Linked DNA regions of Danio rerio: region 1 is linked to region 2. A link is a contact called in public Hi-C data. All regions are on one chromosome and are shown on one strand. Each heading gives the region's core, a stretch centred on a gene start, on an enhancer-like site or on the middle of the called end of the contact. The rest is flanking DNA. Distances are from core to core; before and after follow the strand shown. Region 1 overlaps blmh (bleomycin hydrolase). Region 2 holds the start of si:ch211-225b7.5 (a long non-coding RNA gene).

The links. Hi-C and Micro-C count contacts between places; a contact is called where the count stands out from the background.
Region 1: a Hi-C map of embryo shows a contact between it and region 2, with 1.8 times the contacts expected there. The contact joins the enhancer-like site here to the promoter of si:ch211-225b7.5 in region 2. A contact is called at or near these places in 6 of 18 Hi-C or Micro-C datasets (caudal fin, embryo, fibroblasts and 2 more) and 1 of 4 datasets of contacts at active chromatin or transcription factors (caudal fin).

What each region holds. Positions count from the first base shown.
Region 1 is chr15:31,158,776-31,164,729 of GRCz12tu, reverse strand. The region is part of intron 6 of blmh (bleomycin hydrolase); the gene reads left to right. Among named protein-coding and RNA genes, the nearest start is that of blmh, 23 kb to the left of the region's middle. Within about 2 kb of position 3,914, at least 8 of the 62 cell types and tissues checked have an H3K27ac peak or open chromatin away from gene starts, as enhancers often do.
Region 2 is chr15:31,100,615-31,106,903 of GRCz12tu, reverse strand. si:ch211-225b7.5 (a long non-coding RNA gene) reads left to right here and starts at 3,425. Exons shown (of 2, transcript NR_170079.1): 1 at 3,425-3,551; 2 at 3,755-6,097.

The DNA.
Region 1 (5,954 bases), core at 2,665-5,164, 57 kb before region 2:
CAATGTAGATCTGTCCTTGAGATTATGCAAACAAATCTTATATTTAATAATAATCAAATTTCTCCTGCTTGACTTGGTACGCCCCTCTGAAATGCAAATAATTTAAGCTGACTAGTCAAGACAGCAAGACAGAGGATTTAAAATTATTTTTATCCTTATTGGTCATCGGTTATGAAATTATTCAAACAAAATGTGCCCACTTTCGTCACTGTTTATCATGATTGGTGTATAAACATTGTGATTTTAGCTGTCATATCCTAGCATGCGCTTTCAGATTCTAGAAGTGAAAAAGAGGAATGTGCAGTGTTTTTCAGCTGAGATCTGTGGTTATGGATCATTCTCTGCAGAGACATTCTGGAACTCTCTCTAACCCTAACTTTGTTTGTCGTAGAAAACCAAATGTGTTTTATGTTTACAAGAAAAGTTCAAGTTAATCAATCAAGCATATTTGTTGGCCAAGCATGAGCTTTAATGGATCATCCGTTAATGTTCTGAATTATATTTTGGCTTGCTTTGTGTCATATCTGCCATGAAACAAAAGCAGAAAACCAAATTATCGACACACTGTCCTCTGACGAACTTTCCTCTGTTTACTGGAGGAGCAGATGCAAACAAACAAGCAAACACTAAATGATGGGATCAGCATTGCGGTCTCTGTGCCCCAGTCTGGCAGCTGTATAGACCAAAAAGAGCACCTTCCCACAAGCTTCTGGGATTGTGCCGTCTTGCATCTTTACAATGTTCATATTTGCATCACCAATTGTTTGCACGTGGAAAACTCTTGACGTAACACATCTGGCCCGTGTGTTGCTTTTCTTGTCAGCAAACATGTATATGGTGTATTCATACATGCAGCACCTCGTGCCCTCATGAGGGCATGTTTTTAATCAGGAGCAGGTGCTTGAGATCAGCCAGATAAACTAGACTTGAATAAGAAGTGACGTGTTTTGCTTTAGCCTTAATTTGGGGAATTTTGTTATACTTTATATAAATGTGTTAAATGAGAAGCATTCTCTTGGCTAGCTGAAATAATAAGTCTTAGTATCATTGTTTTAAATTATAATTTATTAGTATATATATATATATATATATATATTTGTATGTGTATTTAAAAAAAAAAAAAAATATATATATATATATTAGGGATGGGAAGATTAACCGATATGTATCGATACGCGGTCATGCGCGTGCACGATGCGAGTGCATCGGTTGAGCAGCAGAGGATGAATGAAATTTTGGAAGCAAATCGAGATGCATCGGTTTTTGCGAGATGCATCGATTTTTCCGAGATACAGCTTATATTTTTTATATAGAATGTATTTTTTATTTATTAACAAGTGTTGTCAACCTGTTTTTGGCGCATAATTTAATCGACCTACATAAAGTAAGCCTTAGCAACGGATTTGCGGATGTGCACACACTACAACTCAGTGTATCAGGTGTGCGGATGAAGCTAGTGGAGCGCCCTCAGAAAGCGCGAGAAGCAAAACAAACATTTTATTCCCCACTGAGTTTTAAATCTAAAGTATGGCAACATTATGGATTTAAGGATGGACGACATGACAGGACAGATGCAATTTGCAAAATGTGCCGCGCATCTGTAAAATACGCGGGCAGTCCGACTAATCTGAAATCTCACTTGAAGCGCCGCCACGGTGTTGTTGTGAAAGCATCTTCCAGTGTTTCTGCATCCCCGGCTTTCGCACTGCTTCAACCAGCTCCAAAAGTGGTGAGAAAAGCATTGCAAGTTTTTTTTTTCCATGCGCAACAGTTCTGCTCGCTCTGACATCAGAACAGCAGGAACTGTTGCTACTTCACCAACTTCATTTTACAACTAGTATTTGAATGATTCTCTGGCGTAATGTCTAAAGTGATGACAAAACACTTGATTTTGCTGACATTTTAAGATTATAAGGCGGAACGGCATGAAATGCCATCAGTTTACAGAGATTTCTCAGTATTACTTTGTTGCAATAGGGAGATCACAATAATTAACCCCGAAAAAGCCAAAAGAACGCAATTACCACCAGATGAACTTTCCTGTTGCGTTTGTGATAAGGAAAAACGCTTAACACATGCAGGCATTTCTTCTTTCTTTCTGTTTACTGAACTAGTCTGCAGTAGCGAAAACAGGAGATTCATTAGAAACAGACTTTAAGATGAGTCCCATCTCATACTCGACACACTACAATTATATGGTATAAATACTACAACATAAAAAAGATAGAAATCGACTTTAAAAAGTCTTTTACCTGTTTTATAATGATTTCCTCAGCTGTAGTTTTCCTCTTAGGGCTTATTATGCAGTCTCTGTCGCCATTTTGTGGATGGACAACGTCAACCGTCTTTGCGGTCTGCTCAATGACAGGCTAATGGCCGCCAATGCGGTCTCTCAGAAATTATAAGTATTTTAAAATAGGCCCTATCCTTATAAATAAACTGCATAGTTGCAATCTAAATAACTATTTTCTCCACTAAAAAAAAATCCTCAAAAGTACATGATGTTATCCAACAGCAGCAATATTTGTCAAACTGTAGTGTTCTCTACTTGTTGCTCTATTTGGGCAGAGTAATACACAGGGGTGAAGAGGCTGGACGAGTGCTGTTACCGCTGTGTGTGTGTGTGTGTGTGTGTGTGTGTGTGTGTGTGTGTGTGTGTGTGTGTGTGTGTGTGTGTGTGTGTGTGTGTGTGTGTGTGTGGGTTCAAAAGAATTTGAAAAAAGGCAACTGTGTAGAAATGTTTTGATCTACTTCGAATGCTGATTACTTCTTTATTTGTTTATCTTATTGTTTAAGATTATTATTTAAGCCATTCATTTGAATGCTAAGCTTTTTCCTCTATTTTTTTTGTTGTTGTTTTAAAATTTGTTGTCTTTGCATTTTGTTGATTTTATAGCTAATTAGGTCATTCAGTTTAATTAATTTATATTTATTTGGTTAATTGTAGTTTATTGTTTTTTTAAATGAAGGATTGTTTTTATTTATTGTTTTTTGTGATTTGTACCTTTTAAGGACTTGCGTTGAATTTGGTTTGCATTTTTTAAACTATTTTGTCTTATTTGTCTGTTATTTTCATTTAGCTCTGTGGAATCTTGTTTTTAGTTTTTTGTTTATATATATATATATATATACACACACACACACACACACACATATATATATATATATATATATATATATATATATATATATATATATATATATATAAATATATATATATATATATATAAACTAAAATAATAAAAATAAACATAAATAAAACAGAAAATGTATGTATATATATATATATATATATATATATATATATATATATATATATATATATATATATATATATATATACAGTATCATTTGTGTTGCAATTTGTTTTCCTACTTCTCTTACTGTTACTTATAAGGGCCAGTAACAACAAAATAAGCCTCATATGATCTCACGTTACCCTCATGAGCACCAGCAATCAGATTAGATTCCCCGTGGCTTTATTCCATCCACACAAATGCACTTTTGATTTCAGGATAACACCGCATCCATACGGCCAGTTACTATGACTCACTCAATCCTACATTATCCAAAGCTAAGGCATGACACAAGGGCAGGAGCAGATGAGATTTACTGCTTTTGGACAACACGTTTCGTTATTCTTAAAGAAAAGATTTCCACTGTGTCTGTGGCGGGCTCATCTTCCCCCGGTTGTGCCCCTGGTCCCGATGGCCACCCAGCCTCAGACAGGTGTTTCAATATTGACTCGCTGACTCTCAACTAACGTCACTGAGCCTCAGCCATTGTTTAGTGTGAGCGCCACTTTTCAACAGGCCAAAAAAAAGCACCAGTGTTATTTGTACGGACTGTGCGTTTATCTAACCTGGCAAGGAGGAGAGAGGATGTGAGAGCGTGCGACGGCAAGGCTGTTTGTGCGGTTTGAGCATCTGGGTCCAACGGCAGGTCAACAGGGAGGAAAGAGGGCCGGGCGCCGTCACTGTTTACTCTCCCTCCGGGAAGACTGGATTGAGAAAACAAACTTTAACGCTAAATGGCTCTTTTTTCCAGGATAGGGCTGGGATGGGGTGAGAGAAGAGATGGAGAAAAACTCTACTCTGAAGAGCGTCTATAATGTACAATAGATTGACAAAAGGGTCATTGTGGACACTTGTAAAGGTTAAGTCCTTGCGATGAATCGAAATAATGTTTTGCAAATGTAAGTGGATGATTTATACTGCCAAACTCCAGAGGGGAGCTAAAATCACTATTAAAATATGAGACTATATATGAGTAATATCCCACTCGTAGCAGTGTGATGTGGCTGTATATCGACACTGGTGGGGAGGCATGCTTAGTGTCCCACCAGTGATGATATACAGCCACATCACACTGCTATGAGTGTGATATTGCATTTGTACAACAGTTTGATGGCATAATCCTTTATATAAAAAAGGAAATCAAACAGTCTAAAAACCCTTCTGTCAAGAAAATACTTTCTTCCGCCATTCATTCACAACTGCAGCTGATGTCAGAACAGCAGAAACAGTTACTAATTCTCCAACGTCACTTTAGAGCTAGTGTTTGAATGATTCTCTAGCATAATGTCTAAAGTGCTGATAAAACCGATGATTTTGCTCACATTTTAGGATTATAAGGCTGAACGGCATGAAATGCCATCAATATGCATGTGCTTGTAGATGCCTTTACTTGTAAATGCCAAAAGGGGAAAAAAGCAAAAAAGACGCATCTTATCTGTCCAGTTTCCTGCCTGTGCGTTTGCGATGACCAAAAAAATGTGTATTATCAGGGTCAAGTTAATCTTGGCCACAAGAAATCTTTGCTTCAATATGTAAAGCTGAGGCTGCGGTTAGGAGAGAGCAGGAAATGCCTGGGATTGGAGTAACAAAGGCGAAGTTCTGAGAAGTAAAAACAGTTTGAGTTCAGAATAAAGAGTAGCAAAGTCAAACACTGAACGCCTCACACACACTGTTTGTGTTTTTAGTGCTCATCTCTGCTTCATCTGGTTAAAGCGTAAGCTTGCAGATTGTTTTTCCACTTTTTCCCATTTAGGATCTGATCTTAAATCATTTGGCATTAGAGTTCAAACTTAAATGAGCTTTCATTTTGGATGCTTAGGATTCATAATGATTGAGAACTTACATTATGAACACTACCATTCAGTTTAGGATCACTGCGCTTTATTTATTTTAACAAATTTCTCCGTCGTTAATGAAGTGGATGTCTTTAATTAATTAAACATAACAGTGAAGACTTTTCAATTTAAATACAGATGGTCTTCTGAACGTTTTGTCCATTAATGTATCCTGAAAAAAATCATAAACATAAGCTGAGGTGTCTTGGTGTGTTTATGCAATAAAATGTATTTTGTATACACAGAAAATATATAAAAAGCAAGTAATATGTCTACTTTAATGTTTCAATTTATGTTTGTGAAAATAAATTGTCAATGTGCTTATTAAGTGTGAAGTCATGCGAAGTGGCTTTCGGGTCCAATCGCTATGTTCAACTGTATGGGAAGACTCAACAAATAACAAACATTTACAAAGCAATGTAATACTTTCAAAAATCACAATTGCCATAAATATGTGCATGCCTAATATCAGATGGCTATAGAAAGTGCTAATTTAAAAAAAAAATGTTAAAACATTGGTGTCTGTGATACAGCAAGTCCATAGACTGTATAATAGACTTATATAAAATTCACTTTAATGTGTGATATATGACTAAAAAGTGGTCATAAACAAATATTTTCTCAATTCAAATGAGTAGTGGTTTGGTTGGTCACGGATGTGGGTGCAATAATGTTCCATCGTCATTCATTGTAACGTGACTTGTTCTAAAATTGGGTACATTTCAAGCATTTTTTCCATTAATTTTCTGTAAACTGGAATGATGTAAAACAAATGTATAATGTATGATAAACTAATCCATTACAAACTAATCCAAATATTTAT
Region 2 (6,289 bases), core at 2,176-4,675:
ATTTGCATTGTAAACATTAAATCAAGTTCAAAAGGTATGAAATTTTAGTTCATAAATTAAGGTTTTAGTTATGATACTACCAAAATTATTCCGCATAAATCTGCAGATTTTTAACAAAATTCTGCGCAGAAATAGCAAAAAAGTCTGCAGATTCCGTCTGGCGCTAGTCCTAAGTAGAGCACTATTCTGTACTTCTGAATGTTGCTACAAATTAAATGTTTCTGTCATGTCATGTCTGGTGTGGACAGCTAAAATGCTTGTCATAATCTGAATTTGAGTTTTATTATCATCATTATTACCTTTAATTAACAGCCTTAGCAAACTGTCCTAAATGCATCATAATAGTCTGAAAGTGGGAGCGTCCTGTCACATATAATGAAGTGTGTATAAAAAACTCACGCTTAAACTGGTGCTGCACACGCGTTACATCACAGGCTCAAAATCTTGGTTTAATAGTTGCATTCTAAACAAGCTTAATTCGTGTTTCGGTTTGCGTTGTAGTGAAGTTGGCATTCAATGAAAGCTGAAGTTTCCTTGGAAAACCTAATGGAGAGATCACATCATACCTTATAAACATCACAGGCAGTTATACCATGTTCCAAACAGGCTATAAAGGTGTGACGAATAAACAGCAAACAAGAAACAGAGCAACATGTAGACTTAATTAGCAAAATCAGATATGGTCGGAAGGAAAATTACTGTATGGTAACTGTTTTAAATTTAAAGCTATTCACAAGGTTTTAGTTATTCATTAATGTTGTCTTGTGTCTTCTTTAAAGCATTTTGATCATGTTAACCCATTTTCACATTTGTTTTCTTTACTACCTGTTTGTAATCCTGGTATTTCTCTCCTCCCTCCTATTCCTCTGTTCTCCTGTCTGTCACCCAACCTTCGTCGCACTTTGCTGATCTGAATGATATGTTGCCTTGGGAAGACAGGAAATGAAACCTTTCATTCCTCCCCAGTTGCAATCCCTTTATCAAAAGCAACTGGGTTTCTTCATTGCAGCCCACTGCCTAATGAACTCATTTTGTGCGCATAGAATGCCTCCTTATCTCAACAAATAAACACACACACAGCCCTCCATCCCCTCCTGCTCCCTTCGATTCTCAATACTGTTAGTATAATTGTTTTCATAAGGCTCAGAACTTTTCACCTACCTTTGTTAGTCTGAGGTGTTGGGGGTAAAGACAAAGGGTACAAATAAATAAGTGAAGTGGGAAATGATGATATCTCAGATGACTTCAAATAGCAGTGACTAACCTGAAACATAAACAGATTGCGATATAATCTTGTGTAATTTGGGAAATACAAAGTTGTTTAGTTAACTTGCCATTCAGAGCTAAGCATTTCTCAACTGTTGCGCGCTGTCATAATCGGGGAAGTGGCGCCATCTAGTGGAAGATGTCAGGGTTATTAACCAACTAAAACTGAAACCGTTAACTGTAACAGACTACAGTAATAATCACTAATGTTTTTTGGGGGAATCTTATATTTGTTACTGACTAGCCTAATAATTTGTGTAAATTAAATATGCTAACAAGGCCATAACATCCCTGCTGAAAAAAACAGCATATTCTGGTAAGGTGTGTTTTGATGCTGGTCTTGTTGGTTTCAATGCTGATCTTGCTGGTTTCAGCATTGAGACCAACACTGAGCACTGATACCAGCAAAAACAGCATTAAGACCAGCAAAAACAGCACTAAAACCAACAAGACCAGCAATAAAATCAGCAAGACCAGTATCAAAAGATACCTTATCAAACATGTCACGTGTCAATGTATTTTAGAAAATATTAAGTAAGTTAGTATAACAAGAAGTAAATTCTTTCTGATTTTAGTTTTAAAACAATTGTAGTTGTACTTTAAGCAATATGTCTCGTGACGAATAACTTGAAGAACTCAAATGATACCATTTTTACAACAATAAACGACGACATTTGAAGATTGAATAGTTTATATTAAGTGATGTTGTTGGTCGTTTACATTTCTATCGTGAAATGTTTGTCATAAAATCTAATATTTCGTTACATTCATCTTACCTCGTCTCAATCAATGACCTTTCTTTTTCGCGCTCTTTCTGTCAACCGTGAACTCCGCCTACTTCATTAGCAACTCAATTATTTTACATTGGCGATAGCCCTGTAGCCACGGGGGGACTGACAAAGGTGCAGAATTTGTACCATACATGAGATCATTTGTCTTATTTTGACTGCTATGCCATCATAAAGAGTGAAAATAACCCATTGCAAAAAGCGAACCTCGGAATCCTCTGCTGGCTGTTGCTTCGGTGGGACTTCAGCTCATCAGTTTTGGCCAATGCAATGCTAACAAATATTTTACAATCTGCCATAAGAAAAGTCATCTTTCATCACTGTATTGTTTTAAAAAATAAATACAGGTAAGTTATTCCATCTTGGACCTTATTTTTTAAATAAAAATGAGCAATAAGGTGTGAAGCACCAAACTTGGACCATATTGAAAATGATATTTTGACTAACGATATTGTTGTTATATATGAATTTTCAAATGTACTTTTTTTATTTTACAAGAGAGGCTAAATTGTAAAAGCTCCACATTATTATTATTATTATTATTATTATTATTTTAATTATTTTTTTAATCAAATAGCTAAATTCTGACTGAGGAAAGTTGAATGTGCTGGCCAGTTTGTTATTTGCCTAATAAATGGCAGACTGCAATTTAAAACCTCAACAGATTCATTTGTTTCTATATCATGTAAATAAGTATTGTTTTATTATCAAGAACTTTTTCATTATAAACTTTTAGGAAATATTTTTGGTATATTGAAAAGCGTGGTTTGATGACTATCTGACAAGCTAATCCAGCTAAAAATATTGCTTAAGATGTGACTAAAGTGCAGTATTTAAATCTCATAATTAAATAGAAAATAAGGCATAAAGCTGCAAAATGGTTCACTTTAAAATATAAAAATAAAATAACCACTGCTTTCACCAGGCTGGCTACGGTTTTTTCAATCCAGTGTGTATATCTGTCTCTTTTAAAGACTCAAACATCATAATTAATAATAAGTTTAAAAAAAAGTTCATTTATTTGTTTAAATTAGTCAGAAGTGAGGGAGGCTGAAGTTGATTAAATAACCCAGTTTGGACCTATAAATACCCAACATAAAGGGTGTAAGCCAATAAAATATGAGTCAAAGGCAATAAAATGTCTTATGAGTAACAGGACATCAAACCCATTCGCTCATTCATAATTCGCCCAGTGCTGCCATCTATCGGCCACTTCTGCAGATTGGGTTTACAACAGAAGTAATTATAATATTGAAGCATTGGTAGCAAACTTAATGAAATAAATAGAGTTGTGCATGTTTTCGTCTAGTTTTATTATCTTGCCCTATTTGACCGTTTTTCAAAAAGTGCTAACTTTAGTGGTCACGTGACGAACAACAGGAAGGGACGCGAGTCTTCTTCAGGACAAGAGAGTTCCTGAATCCATCAAAGTGTGGGAGGAAATCACCTAAAATATCATGGACCAACTTGCAAATGTCATAGGACAACAGCACATGGGTAATGAAATGTGTTTTAATTGTTTAAGAAACCTTTTAACTTTTGCAGTGACGCTTTATGACATATAGTAACGTTAGTACATCCTTTGTCATTTGTCTTTCTCGTGACTGCTGACGTCTTAGTAACTTAAATATATTCAATTTACTCATTTCTATAGTTGTTTAAAGTTACCTAAAGCATTAAAAGAGTGAATTTCTCCACAGGTCTGACTGTAGGATTGAGTTTGTTGATCATCGTTGTGATTATCGTCCTCGCTGCTGTTGTTTACACTCCACCGGGCGCCGTTACGCGCTGCTTGAGGAGGAGGAGAAGCGAAGAGCAGCTCTCATTGACCGCTAACAGAATATCATGACTTATGATGATGATGATGACACAAATTAATAATAACTACATGGATCTCTGTGTTGGACCCACAACAACAATAAACTGTTAAACCGTAAATATCAGAACAACATTTACTCCTCAGTCTGATAATGGTTTAAAACATAGTGACATCCCAACAAATCACAGTTTGCACAGTTTTTCCAGTTTTTTCGTGGTGTTAGATGAGATCACACTTTCCACGGCAGATAAATAAGATCCAGCCCCAGACGCCATGATGTTGCCTGAATCTTCTTCAGGTATCTAGACAACAAGTCAGCAGAGTTTCCAATATTCAAACCTGTTAACCAGTATTCAAACAGTGTACTGTAAATATAGGAGTTGACTGTGTACAGAAGCCAGAGAAGAGCAGAAGCAGGAGACGAAGTGATGATAAGAAATGAGCAGTGTTTATTGAATAATCTTAGTTGCATGTGTTTCAGTGCGCTGTTATACTTCATCTGAACAGCACAAATTTAGCAATGTTGTTATACAGACCTTAAATTTGATACAGGCCCTCATATCAGTGGAGAGAAACATTTCATGAAACCATCACTTTAAGACTAAACAATAAGAACAGGTAATAATAAATATCTAAAATAAAGAAATCAAATCAATAAAGGATTAATATAATGAATAACGAAAACATAAATGAATAAAAAATATGAATCAAATAAATGAATAACTAAGATTTATAATTGATTTTATGGCCATAAATGAAATTATCAATGTAAAACAAATAATAATAAAACAAAACGATATATAACATAGAATTGATTTCATTTAAAGCACATACAGGTTATTACAAATTTCTGATTCTACAATGGAAATGTGAATACAGAGGAAATCAGAATTAATAAACCCCTTTGAATTTTTTTTTATTTTTTAAATATTTCCAAAATTATGTTTAACAGAGCAAGGAAATTTTCACGGTATGTCTTGACACTATTTTTCTTTTGGAGAAAGTCTTATTTGTTTTATTTCGGCTAGAATAAAAGCAGTTCTTAATTTTCTAAAAAACATTTTAAGGTCAAAATTATTAGCAGTTTAAGCTATATATTTTTTCAATAGTCTTCAAAATAAGCAACTGTTATACAATTGCCTAATTAACCTAGTTGAGCCTTTAAATGTCACTTTAAGTTGTATAGAAGTGTCTTAAAAATATCTAGTCGTATATTGTTTACTGTCATCATGGTAAAGATAAAATAAATCAGTTATTAAAAATTTGTTATTTAAACTATTATGTTTAGAAATGTGTTGAAAAAAAAATCGTCTCTTTTTTTACTCAGATATTGGAGAAAAAAAAATAAACGGGGTTAATAATTCTGACTTCAACTGTTCATATGTTAATGTAAATACATATGTGTATGCTTATATGTTAATGTAGGCTAAATATGGAAGCTGGGTTATTTTGACCTCATACTGAAATGTGCTGTAAATACAATTAAGGTAAATTTTGGATCATGCTTTTCTTATTGTCTTGAACAATTGTGCATAATATTCAAGGTCAAATTCTGTTACCTGTCAAATAGATGTCAGTCCTTTCCAGCAACCTCTGTAAAATAGCCATGTAAAAGCTGAACTGGCACTGACAGACCTATGCATTAAAAAAAATTAAGGTTATTATTTTCTCCAATTTGATCCAATTTATTTTGTTTCTGCTCAATCGTACAAACATTATTAAACATTGTTTATTTAACAGAAGACCAGTCTTATTTTAGGATTTAGTAACTGAAGTTTATATTATTTTGGTTTAAGTTGTTATTGTAGCTTTTGTCTCATTTTGAGTCTTAGTCATTTTGATGCCTCATTTTAGCCTTAGGTATTTGGGGTTTATGGTAAACTAAGATAATTAAATAAAATGGCAACTAGGTGGATTAAAATAAAGATTTATGCATATAAATATATAATAAATAATATATTTTTTTTTTTCTCCAAGTTTTCCAATAACAAATATTTTAGATTTATGGCGTTAGGGTTTGTTTAAGTCTGCAATTCTAGTGAATAACCACTAGAAGGACTAGTGCTCTTTGAAAACAAGTGTTTCTGACTGCATTCTAATATGAGTCAAATATGAGAATCTTAAAGAAATTATATTCATGTTATACAGGTTGATTAAAAGAAAATTATTTCGGGTTGATTAAAAAAAAGTATTCTTCACATTGGTTAATTTCCCAAAGTTCCATCATGTTTCTTTGATTAAATACAGATTTTCAAAGTTGTGGTCTTCTTGAAATCTTTTTGTATTATATCCTTACATGTGGTATTTCATAATGCATCTGAAATTCTTAAGCTATGGATTCTTTGTTTATTATGTCTTCCCAGGTCATTTGGAAATATGAGGAATCTCAAAAAACATTAAATAGGATTTAACACTA